Regions from separate parts of the Sus scrofa genome. Here all the other regions are linked to region 3. Evidence: chromatin contacts called from public Hi-C, HiChIP or PLAC-seq and promoter capture Hi-C data. All regions are on one chromosome and are shown on one strand. The core of a region is the stretch at or near the end of the contact, and the rest is flanking DNA. Distances in the headings are between cores, read along the strand shown.

What was found. Promoter capture Hi-C pulls out the DNA fragments that hold promoters and counts their contacts. Hi-C and Micro-C count contacts between places; a contact is called where the count stands out from the background. HiChIP or PLAC-seq counts read pairs in DNA pulled down with a chosen protein or histone mark.
Region 1: a contact with region 3 is called in an H3K27ac HiChIP or PLAC-seq map of alveolar macrophages. The contact joins the promoter of GLG1 here to the promoter of PDPR in region 3. A contact is called at or near these places in 2 of 5 promoter capture datasets (both in liver), 6 of 47 Hi-C or Micro-C datasets (blood, embryonic fibroblasts, heart right ventricle and 2 more) and 2 of 2 datasets of contacts at active chromatin or transcription factors (alveolar macrophages and skeletal muscle).
Region 2: a contact with region 3 is called in a Hi-C map of skeletal muscle, with 6 times the contacts expected there. The contact joins the promoter of RFWD3 here to the promoter of PDPR in region 3. A contact is called at or near these places in 2 of 5 promoter capture datasets (fetal liver and skeletal muscle), 4 of 47 Hi-C or Micro-C datasets (heart right ventricle, liver and skeletal muscle) and 2 of 2 datasets of contacts at active chromatin or transcription factors (alveolar macrophages and skeletal muscle).
Region 4: a contact with region 3 is called in a promoter capture Hi-C map of fetal liver, with 8 times the contacts expected there. The contact joins the enhancer-like site here to the promoter of PDPR in region 3. A contact is called at or near these places in 5 of 5 promoter capture datasets (fetal liver, fetal skeletal muscle, liver and 1 more), 34 of 47 Hi-C or Micro-C datasets (adipose tissue, alveolar macrophages, blood and 17 more) and 2 of 2 datasets of contacts at active chromatin or transcription factors (alveolar macrophages and skeletal muscle).

What each region holds. Positions count from the first base shown.
Region 1 is chr6:13,010,545-13,013,491 of Sscrofa11.1, reverse strand. GLG1 (Golgi apparatus protein 1) reads right to left here and starts at 1,663. Exons shown (of 27, transcript XM_005664351.3): 1 at 1,143-1,663. The coding sequence starts at 1,631.
Region 2 is chr6:12,950,813-12,953,887 of Sscrofa11.1, reverse strand. RFWD3 (E3 ubiquitin-protein ligase RFWD3) reads right to left here and starts at 1,645. Exons shown (of 13, transcript XM_003481788.4): 1 at 1,417-1,645. It overlaps MLKL (mixed lineage kinase domain-like protein), which reads right to left. Exons shown (of 11, transcript XR_002344504.1): 11 at 2,712-3,075.
Region 3 is chr6:13,185,867-13,188,704 of Sscrofa11.1, reverse strand. It overlaps PDPR (pyruvate dehydrogenase phosphatase regulatory subunit, mitochondrial), which reads right to left and starts at 1,328. Exons shown (of 20, transcript XR_002344509.1): 1 at 1,086-1,328.
Region 4 is chr6:12,992,201-12,994,900 of Sscrofa11.1, reverse strand. It overlaps RFWD3 (E3 ubiquitin-protein ligase RFWD3), which reads right to left. Exons shown (of 13, transcript XM_003481788.4): 13 at 849-2,700. Among named protein-coding and RNA genes, the nearest start is that of GLG1, 18 kb to the left of the region's middle. Within about 2 kb of position 1,305, at least 14 of the 83 cell types and tissues checked have an H3K27ac peak or open chromatin away from gene starts, as enhancers often do. A contact at or near this core is called in adipose tissue, alveolar macrophages, epiblast stem cells and 2 more, where this site is marked.

The sequences.
Region 1 (2,947 bases), core at 414-2,913, 180 kb after region 3:
GGTCTTCCCACGACTACGAACACCTTAGACAATTCTGATAATTTTCCAAATAAAAGTGTTTCAAGCAGTGGCTACATTCCACTTGTCAACCTCTGGCCCTAATTCTATACATCAAAACCTTTTTTAAAAAGTATTCCTACCACGTGAGAGAACGTGATGGAAGATAACATGAGAAAAAGAGTGTATATACAGATTTATGACTGGGTGACTTTGCAGAACAGAAGAAACTGACAGAACATCATAAATCAACTATACTTTAATTTAAAAAAAATTTTTTTAAGTATCCCCACCAGATTTGCTCCCAAACTTTGAGAACTGTCAAAAATGCATTTACATTTGCAGCATTAAATGCAGAGGAGAAATTCTGCTACAATCCCAAACCTAGATTGCATTAAGAGGTACTGTTAAAATCATATTCAGACGTCACAAAGGCAAAGACTCCACAAAGCAATCATAAATACTGTAGCTGTATTACAACTTCAAACGCTACCCCAACTTTTCAAGCTTTGGGACTCTGAATCACTTGGAGTGATCTTACAGCTGAGATTCACTACAAATTAACCAAAAGAAGTTAAGGCGGAAAAAAAGCACACATTAGTTTCAGAAGCTGGTAAATAACAGGAATTTTCGAATTACAAAAGACTAGGGCAAAGACAGTAAATTCGGCTGCTGACCGTAACACACATCAGAATAGAACCCGAGTTGTCTAAACAAACGTTATCTACCGCCAACAAACACCAGGACATTCTTTAACAGCTGAAGTACGCCAACCATTTTTCGTGTTTAAAAAGGTTGCTACAAATTATCCAAGTCGATACGCGTGGCAAAATCCTAAACAGGTCTTCAGCGAGGAGCCACAGAGCTTAGAGCATCACACAAAAGACCGGAGCAAACATAAACACGCTCTGGGCCTTCGCTGATAGCCGCGCGGAGCCGGGATCTGAGTCCCAGGCCCCGCACCCCGAGGGAATGAAAGGTGGGGGTGGGGTCCCTTTTTGGAAAGCGCCAGGGCAAGGGGCAGAGAGGGAAGGAGCGAGCGCACCACAGAGGAAGCCAGAAAAGCAGCAGACCGGCGTCAAGGCCGGCAACACCCTCGGGCCCGCACCAGGCCTGGACCTCCCGGCCCCGTCCCGCCTCCTCACCTCCCTCACGTCCTGCAGGCACTCGAGCACCGCCAGGTTGTTGCTCCAGGTGTGCTTGGGACACACACGGGTCACGTCCTCCCTGCAGGACTCTTCCTCCGCTAGCTTCCAACCCCCGCCAGCCCCGCCAGGCCCTGCTCCGCCCCGCCGGGCCGGAGGCCCACCCGCCGGGAAAGGCGGCTGTGGCTGCTGAGGCTGTTGCTGCTGCTGTTGCTGCTGCTGCTGCTGCTGCTGCTGTTGCTGCTGTTGCTGCTGCTGCTGCTGCTGTTGCTGGAACTGAGATGACTGAGGCAGCTGGAGCAGCGGCTGACCCGCCAGCCCGCCGCCTCCAGGCTGCCCTACGAGAGGCAGAAAGTTGCCCCCCTGGCCCTGGCCCTGGTTGTGGCCGCCTGGGCCGGAGAGTTTCTCTGCCCCGAGCACCGCGAGCAGCAGCAGCTGCAGAGCCGCCGACAAGCGGAACATCCTCCGTACACGTCCACACGCCGCCATCTTGGGTCCGCGGCGAGCTCGACGCACCCGCCGGCGCCGCGTATTTAGATAAGGGGGCGGGGCGGCGGGGCGGCGGGGCGGGGCCTGACGGGGTCCGTCCGAGCTCCTCCTGCGCTGGCGCCGACCCGCCAGCTGGGAGCAAAGGCCGGGGGTGTCCGCTGCCTGCACCTCTGCGGCAGGAAAGCAGCGCTCTTTGCCGGGGGATTTCCTGGTGCTCCTCAATAACCCTAGGTAGGGCGGCTTTGCCTAATTCCCTTGGTTGTCGTCACAGAAAAAAATTTTTTTTAAAAATCGGAGTTGCCACAACCAAGATGGCCGGTAGAGTATGTCCCCCGTCTAATGACTTGAAAAAAAAACTTTATGTGTAGAGGTGAACTTTACACGATCAGGTGTATTCTGGAATCTAAAAACCTCATTTTGCATTTCTCCTTGCTTCCCTCCATCTGCCTCAAAAGTCTTTCTTACCCAGAGAAGAGGTCAGCCGGGTTAGGAGCCCAGATTCCGTTATAATCCTTGCGCTTCCGCAGACTAGGCAAGTCCTTTAACTTCTCTGAGCCTTTGAGAAAGAAGAGTAGGAGCCCTACTGTAAAGTGTAATTGTGAAGATCGGAAATAATAAAAAAAAAAGTGTCTAATCCACAGTATGGAATTCAAAAAGTTGTAACAGTGTTTCAAATAAACTGGGAAGCCCTTTGCCTGTGAGCCAGATTTTTTTTTCTTTTTTTCCTTTTTTTTCGTAACCCACTGAGCCAGACCAGGTATAGAACCTGCCTCCTCCCAGATTCTAGTCAGATTCGTTACTGCTGAGCCACAAAGGGAACACCCTGTGAGTCAGATTTTAAATTCATCTTTCAAGGAAGGAAAGAAAATAATTAAGCATGACTTTGAGGCCTCGGGTGAAGTCTGTGCCTCAGTAACCATCTTGCTTTCCTGCATGCGGCATCTTCAGCAGCACCATAGGCTGGAATGGTTGCTTCTCTTTACACCAGTGTCCAGACCAGACTTCCATCAGTGAGATGATATTTCCTAAAGCATCTTCACATCTATTGTGTCATTTGAGCCATGCCTCAGGCCTGGGTTGGGTTCTGAGTCAACTGAGGAATGGGAGAGATGGTAATGGTTCTGTACAGCAGGTTAAATGTCCTGCCCAGGATGAACTTTGCCAGCTTGGGACCAGAATCCCTGGGCGCTTACTGATGTGGTGCACTTTTATCCCACTCTGCCAATATACCATATTGAAGAATGAGGGCAGCTTGGAGCATGTGATCCCAACTAGTCATCCATGTTCAAAAATGAACCTTCTGCTGTCCTGACCTA
Region 2 (3,075 bases), core at 396-2,895, 240 kb after region 3:
CATAACCTCTCTTCCAACTAAGAACCAACCCCAACAGGTTAAGTTTCTCAAAAATTATACTGGATAGAAAAAAGCAGGTTATAGACAAACCTCCATTATTAATTCCATTTTTAGGACATCTAAGAATATGCAAAACCATGCTACCACATGGGCTTATAAATACAAAGTAATAAACAAGCCCAGGCATGAAAAAAACCAAATTCAGTAGAGGGAGGGTGCAGGGGTACACATGAGGCTTTGACTATATAATATTTTTTCACAGAAAAAAAAAAGGAAGGAATTCTTTTTTTTTTTTTTTTTTTTTTTTTGTCTTTTTGGATCTGCACCTGCAGCATATGGAGGTTCCCAGACTAGGGGTCAAATCATAGCTGCAGCTGCCAGCCTATGCCACAGAGCACCATTTCGGAGCCATGTCTGCAACCTACACCACAGCTCACAGCAAGGCGGGATCTTTAACCCACGGGACGAGGCCAGGGATCTACTGAATTACCAAACACCTAAAAACAAAAAGCAAAAACCACAAAACCAAACCAAGCCCCGCCCCCAACAACTAAGGACATATCAGCACCAGATATTGAGAGAAACCGTGAGAGACAGAGAGGAGAGGAGAGATAGAGAGTAGTTTCATCTTGGCAGAAAGTTCTCTGAACAGCGCTGTCCTAGAACAAGTCTTTTCAATCCATGTGGGGAAACACAGATCCCCCCAGGCCGGGCGCTGACCGGGGGTGCCCAGAGCAAAAGGCTGCCGGCTGTCCCCCCGCCCCCAAGCCTTGAGCAGCCTCGTCCTAGGACATCTTCCCAAGCTTTGTCACTCAGATTTCAAGCAAAGTCCGCACCAGGCGGGACGATGGATCCCAATTAAAAGAATAAAAGGCGCCGGCGGGGAGTCGAGCCGACTCGGGTTCAAATCCCTACTCTGTCACGTCCTACCTGGGGGACCTCAGGACAGTTTCCTAGCTTCTGTTTGACTCGTTCGTCTGTAAAATTAGGATAACAAAAGTGTTTACGTCACAGTGTTGCTGTGAGATAAAGTTGGACAGAACGAAAATTAGGTCCTTCAGCCAACTTTTAAAGTGATGCAAGCGGGGAGTGGGGGGTTGCTCCCCGGGATGGCAATTTTTTGCATTAGGTGAGTTCGAGGATCGGATTCCTGGAAAGCGGCCAGAACTTCTAATTCCTTCCGAAGTTCCTGCTACCCTGCCCCCATCTTCACTTCTGCCGCCTCTCCAGCAACAGAGAAAGAGCGAGGGCCCGACTGTCGGGGCCGCGTAGGACCTCCTCAGACCGCCGGGTTCCATGCCAGCCCGCAGCCCACCTCGTGGGGGAGTCCCCTGGCCCTATGTCCAGGGACCCCGATCGGGAAGTCATCTCGGAGCCAGAGGCCCAAGTTTTCCGATAGGCAAGCGCCCATCTCACCTGAATCCGGAAGAACAGTGGTCAGACGCTTGAGGCCGCAGGGGAAGCAGCTATCTCCCCGAAAACACTCGCGTTGAACAGACTCCAACAGCCGCTTCCCCAGCAACTCAAGCGGCGCGCCTGAGTAGAGGGCTTGGCCTGCTTCTATTGGGCGGCAGTCTCGGCCGACGGCCAATACCCTTTCTTCTTCTTCCTTGCTGGCCCCTGGCTAAAACAGCGGAGCTTTCATTGGCTGGCCCTTCGTAAACGGATTGGGCGGGATCACGCTCGAGGAGACCTCGTACAATTGGTAGATATCCACGTCCGTCAGCTCGCGTCCGGGCCCCCAAAGAGAAAAGCGGAAGAAGGGTTTTGCCGCTCTTTATTTGAACTTACTGGCGGGAGAAAGCAGAAAGGGGAAGATTTTTGGTCCATTTCGAAAGATGAAAACATTAAAATAGTGGCTCATGCTGCTTCTTCCTAACTCTTTAATAAAGGACCTTTCTTTATCCAAAGGCTGGTAGCTAATTCAATAATTTCACAATATTGCACACGGAATCCCAGAGCCTGTAAAGAGGAGTGGGACAACCCGGTTCAGAGATAGCATCTAGTGGGATTGAGGAGCTAATGAAAACTTACCTAAGACAAAAAAAAAAAAAAAGAGGAAAAGAAAAGAAAAAGAAAGAAGGAGTTCCTGTCGTGGCTCAGTGGTTAATAAATCCACTCGCATGAGGTTGCGAGTTCGATCCCTGGCCGCACTGAATGACTTAAAGATCCTGCATTGCTGTGAGCTGTGGTGTAGGTTGCAGTCATGGCTGAGATCCCATGTTGCTGTGGCTGTGGCGTAGGCCGGCAGCTACAGCTCCAATTCGAATTCCTAGCCTGGGAACCTCCATATGCCACGGGTGCAGCCCTAGAAAAGACAAAAAAAAAAAAAAAAAAAAAAAAAAGAGAGAGAGAAAGTAGGCAACAAAACTTGCCTACACGACCTCTTCCATTCCAAACCATTGCAGTAAGCTGTCTGCTACTAAACTATCATCACATCACTTACGGCAAATATTTTTTAAGCACCTGCATGAAAGATGAAATATCACTTTTGAGGAAGACCTAAAAATCCAAACTTCAGGCACAGACTACACATTGCCAAAATTTGCTTTGCTCAACTGCCACTTTTCAATGTAACTGGTAGCAGATGAGAACGTAGATCATTGAAAGTCAGGGAAAATCCAAATAATTAATTTTTCAACATTTTTCTCCTTTAAACCTGTTGCGGCAGAAACTGCAGAAACCGTGGCAGCGGAAAGAGACAAACGGCACTCGGAGATGGAAAAGCAAGGTTTATTCAGCACACCACTGTGGGCTCAGAGGAGTCACCTCCAGAGTCTGAGCACCAGGTCTTTGTTCTCAGAAACTTTTATACAGTACAGGGTCTTATTTTTCTCATGTAAGCAGCCCCAAACTTCTCCCTTCCCAGAGCAGAGGGTGCTCCTGCCTAAAAAACTGAGCAAGCAAGATTACAGAAGCAAAACTGATAAACAATGCCTGGAGCAACATTGGCAGGGTCTACTGACTTAGACACAGGGGATGTGGTTGCTACATAATTACCAGAAGGATGGTTTGAGGGGAGGAGGGGGAGGTTATGTCCCTTAGTTAAAACTCTTACTTCACTGTCTTGAAGTC
Region 3 (2,838 bases), core at 79-2,578:
TCGGATTCGTCAACCACTGCGTCACGACGGGAACTCCTGCTAAGAAGAATTTCTGCTAAACAACCTCACTGCTGGGGCTGGTTATGCTCAGATCTGCTTACACCTAGAACAAGAGGACAGCCCCGACTCCCTCTGAGCTGTTCCTCTGCATGGCCACAGCACCCTGGAGAAATGGGCTGCTAGTCCCAAGGAAGACTGGGTAAGAAGACAGAGATGAACACATCATTTCCCACACCTGCCTCGGCAAGAGCCCCCTGGGACACCTGCTTTAAAACTCAAGTCACAGACACACTCTTCCTCCCAGAGTCCATCTCTTAACATTCTGATCCTGCTGGTTCAGGTTGCTGTTTTTTTCAACAAGTGTACCAGATAATCAGACTAGTTTAAGAAATGAATACAAATCCCTGTACAAATACAAATCCCTGGCCCTGGAAAAGTGTCCCTTTCACACAGGCTAACTCCATGTCCCGCATCCCCCTACACAAGCGAGGGCGAAAAAAGCTTGAAAATGCTTGAATCAAACCTCAGGGTCAAACACATCAGAACCAAGAGGTCAAACGTTAGTAGCGAGCTCACTGCCCCGGCCTGGACTTTCCAGGTAACTTCACTGCCGACTCCGCAGCAGTTTTACTAGTTAATTAAGCGCAAGCGGACCACGTTTCCACGCGGGAAAACAATTTCACCTGCAGACCTGGCCCAGCTGAACAAGCCTGACCCCCGCTGCGGAGGCTGGCGGGGGGGCGGTGTGCAAGCCCGAGGCGGGGCGCCAGGAACGAGGTCATTCCCGCCGTCCTGGGCATCCGGGCTAGGCTGAGGGCGCCTGGAAGAACCGGGGAGCCGGGCACCGGTCCGCTAGGCGCCACTGCCGCGGGTGAGATTAAGGAAGATCGGGCAACGCAGTGTCGGCCCGGGCGGGCGGAGTCCCGGCGCCAGGACGAGCCTGCGGGAGGACCAGGCAGAACCCACGGGAAACGAAGCGCGGCCGGGAGCCCCCAGCAGGAACGGGGGTGGGGGGCTGAGGGCCCCGTGGCGGCAAAGTCCGAGCAGACCCGGAGGCCAGAGCGGCCCCCGGAGCTTCTCCTTACCTCACCGGCCTCCACAAGCTCCGCAAGCAGCCACACCCCGGCTGAAGCAGGGAAGCGACCACAACAGTTGGCTGGGGTCCTGGGGGCCGGAAGGGGGGTGGGGACAGGGAATGGGAAGGGGGCGGGGCGGTGGGCCGAAAAAGTTCCGGGGAAGCTTGAGTCCGCGACCTTCCGCGCTTTACGATCCGTAGGAAGGGTACGGCAGCGCGTGATCCCACTCGCGCACGCGCGTCGTGACGTCATCGACTGCTCCGCCCCTGACACGTGGGGGGTTGTTTGGGTCCCGAGTGTCTCCGCTTGAAGGTGGGCGGAGGGGAACCACCGTCTCGACGAAGATGCAGTCGCACTGGAGGCGGGGTGTTTCAAAGTCGCTTTAGAACTGCAGCTTCGGACCTTACCGATTTCTACCGATGCAGCTGGGACGGCCAAGATGGCCGGAGCTTTGGTGGAGCCTGCGGAGGGCAGGGGTTCTCTTACCGCGCGCGCGAGGCGAGTCCTCAGGTCCGGTCCCACGTGTCTGCCGCCTAAGGACACTCAGTCCAGGGCCTAAAAAAGATTCTTGGACCGAAAGCTGCTCTGTTTTTGGCCGTTGCTGCGGTCTTCCTGGGCGAATCACTAGTACAGCGGATCAGGAATCTTTTCTGCTGTCCCCGCCCGATCTCAGAGGCAGTTTAAGAAGACCTGCGATCTGGGCACCTTGCTTATTAGCACATCACGCTGTTTTCTTTCCTTTATAGAACTTGTGCTAAAGTAAATTAGTTGACTACCTTTCCCAACTAGCTGCACACTCTGCCCTCTGACAGTAGACCCTAAATCTCCTATTCTGCTGTGTTCTCAGCGCTTAGCGTGTGGCACGTTATCCAGTAAATATTTCTTAGAATGGAAAGCGATCTAATGGTACAGGCTTCTCTCCACTTGGGGCCACACCCAAGCCCATCTCACCACTCAAACCAGTTGTGTTAAAGGATTGGCACTGTGCCAGGTGATGGGATTCAGCCGTGCACAAGAAAGGGCTTCTGCCACTAAAGTGTGGCAGTGAAGTTCCAGGGACCCCTGTGTCACCATGCCAGCCTGAAACTTGCACTTTATGCATTTTTACTTGCCAGTGAACTCACACAAGACAGCCCATTTGAGGTCTGGTTTCCCGGCAACAGACACTGCATTTTGCTACCCTGATGTATGAATGTTCAAGGCGTTCCTGGCTTCGGTGCAAGAAATGTACTTAAATGGTTCAGTTATGGGCTTAAAGCTTATGGTCACCAGCTGCTCCCAAATGAAGACATTATAGACTAACAGATCTGAGGCATATTCTTGCTAAGATGTACTTGATACCTAGATGTGGCAATTTCAGGAGGAAAATGTCACAAGTATTTATTTATTTATTTATTTAGGTCGCCGGCTGCATGCAGAAGTTCCCAGGCTAAGGATCAAATCAGCACTACAGTAGCAACCTGAACCACTGAAGTGACAATGCCACATCCTTAACCCATTGTGCCACGAGGGAACGCTGTCACAGTTTTTTGTTGTTGTTGTTCTTGTTGTTTGTGTGTGTGTGTTTTTTTTTTTTTTTTTTTTGTCTTTTTAGGGCCGCATCCAGGCATAGAGAAGTTCCCAGGCTAGGGGTTAAATTGGAGCTGTGGCCACAGCCACTGGAATGCCAACCCAAGCCGCATCTGTGACCTCCACCACAGCTCCTGTCAACTCTGGATCCTTAGCCCACTGAGCGAGGCCAGGAATCGAACCCACAACCTCA
Region 4 (2,700 bases), core at 56-2,555, 190 kb after region 3:
GCTAGAAAACATTTTCAGCCTTTCCAGTCTAATCCCAGAACCCCATTATTTATGGCAAAAGGGATCCCTGAACTCAACAGAAAAAGAAGCTGAGCAAGTGGCCAGAACTGTGCTGAGCACAAACCCAGGAGCCCACATTTGCCCAGTGCTGCCACCACCCTCAGAAAAGCTGCCAAAGACTAATAGAAAGAAAAGGGTGGAGTTCCCTTCATGACTCAGCATTTAACAAGCCCAACTAGCATCCGTGAGGAGGCGATTTGATTCCTGGCCTTGCTCAGTGGGTTAAGGATCTGATGTTGCCATGAGCAGACGTGGCTTGGATCTCATGTTGCTGTGGCTGTGGCCGGCAGCTGTAGCTCCAATTTGCCCCTAGCCTGGGAACTTCCATAGGCTGCAGGTGCAGCCCTAAAAAGCAAAAATAAATAAATAAATAAATATGTATTTATAAATAAATATATATATATAAAAGAAAAAGAAAAGGGTGAGTTCTCTCCTCTTCCCATATTATAGTCTTCTGGATTCGACTCATAGGAAGCCAGCAGGCAGAGTCTGGGAGATGCAGTTGCAGCATTTAGACCTCTGGATCCGAGAGTAAACAAATGACCAGTGTAGGGAAGTTCTTAACAGGCAAACACAGACCGTCTCCGTAGCAACAGTAAAAGAGAATGTCCAACAACAGCCTCAACTACCTCATCAATTTAAACAAGATTTTCACTTCAGGTCCAGGGCCCATCCTGGATCTGACTATACGAAATGAATGAAGACCTACTGGGCTGCAACTGCAACCCTCCTCCAAAGGGAGACACGATCCTGCCTCTAGCGGTCAAAAAGACAAAAGACCTCAAGAGCTGGTACACATGGTAAATGTTTTATTCATATTAACATTAAAGAGTAAAACACAAACATAAAATATAGAACTTAAACAAAGACACACTGGTTTTCAAAGCAGGTTCAGGATATATACAGTAAGAACATATTTTGAGGTTGCTTTAACTCCAAACCCCCAAATAGGGAACGAGCTCAGAGACAGGGAGAGGGAACGGGGTGGGGCAGAGCCTGGTCTCAGCTGTAACCTCTGCTGCCAGGCAGAGGGGAGCAGGGCCAGGGGTGAAGTTTTTTCCTTTGGAGAAATCAGTCCGTCACAAGAATTTGTTTCTAAAACATCTAAATTTACTAGAGGAATGCAAAGATTGGTAGGACATGAGATTCTTTCAACTCCTCTAGTAATACCAGTCCCTTGGTTCCTATGCTGGGGAGGAATGAACTGGCCTCCGCTGAGTGTAACTGCAACATTAGTCAAATCCCAGCCCTGCCCTGGTTTCTGCTCCTGCCCAAGACAAAGGCGGCCAGAACCAGAGCACTCGCATCCTCTCTGATCAGTGGCAGAAACCACAAGAGTTCTGCTTTTTAATTCAAATCTTTTCCTGCCACCGGAAGCTCTATGCCCTGGCATTCTCAATCATCAACATATCAAAGGGAATACCTCCTCTGAGAAAGCGGACTCTTTCCTAAGCCTTGGAAACCGGCTTTTTGAAAGAGGTCCTTAAATAGAAGGAGGCCACTCTTAAAAAAGCACAACTAAAAGGTGGAACTCTGGGAAATCTACTGCAATAGCCAGGAGAAATGCTGGAAACAGCTCAGGAACCGACAGGTCAGAACTGTTTTAAAATAAAAACCACATTTCTACAACAGTTATTTAAGAAAATCACACTATTCGCCATCCTGCTCCCAAGAACAAGGAGCACGCCTTGAGACATGTTCTGTTGGGGACAGCAGTTTAACACAGTAGCCTTTGGCAAAGCAAACAGATATAAACTAAACCCTCTATTAGAGAGAAAGCTGGACAATCCAGGACTAGAATGAATGATGGTTGAGCATCTCCCTGTAAATCCACCACTAATATCGTCCTGAGAATAACTATGATACCAGGAACCCTTTTAAAAAAAGTTAGGAAGGCAGGCAAATCAGAGGAACTCGGAATCCAACATCAGTTTCACCTGGGGGAAGGCTTTAACGGGGGAGTCCCAGACATGCTCAAGAATGGCCCCTCATTCCAGGGGGCTGGCTTTATTCAGAAACGCTAACGGAAGAGACAAACACGCCCTTCTCCTGCTGTCAACAGCAGTTTGAGCAGCTTCTCTTTCGTCAGCCTCTCTTGGTTATGGCTCCTTGCTCCTGACATCTCATCCTAGGAGAGCCTCGAGAGCTCTGACATATGGCTTATCTCTTCTTAGCGAGAGGGGAAAAGAGTGGCCTTCAAAGCACTGGCTTATATAAAACCAATCCTGAGATCCTAAGCTGGTTAGAAAAAAAGCGAGGCTTCTCTAGTGCTCAAACAAGGGGTCTCTTTCCTTGATTGCCACAGTGTGATGAACTGGGTAGACTCGGCATTAGGAATGGGTCCGCCAGCCACCTTCATCACTGAGTGTGCCCATATCCCAGCATGGCACACCTGGAACATAACTGTTCCTGCCACGAAGCAGACTGGATGCGCTCTACCACACACCTGGGATGGGACCAAGTTACACTAAAAGGTTTTCAGCCGCTAAGGTCGGAAATAGATCAAATCTGTCCCAAGGTACTTCAGCGCCCTCTTGTGTTCACATGAAGACTCTTCTGTGTCCACGCTGCATCAAGATGGTTGGTTAGTCCCTCCAGGGACTAAACATTCCCAAGTCTTAGAGCTCAAGTGATAAGACC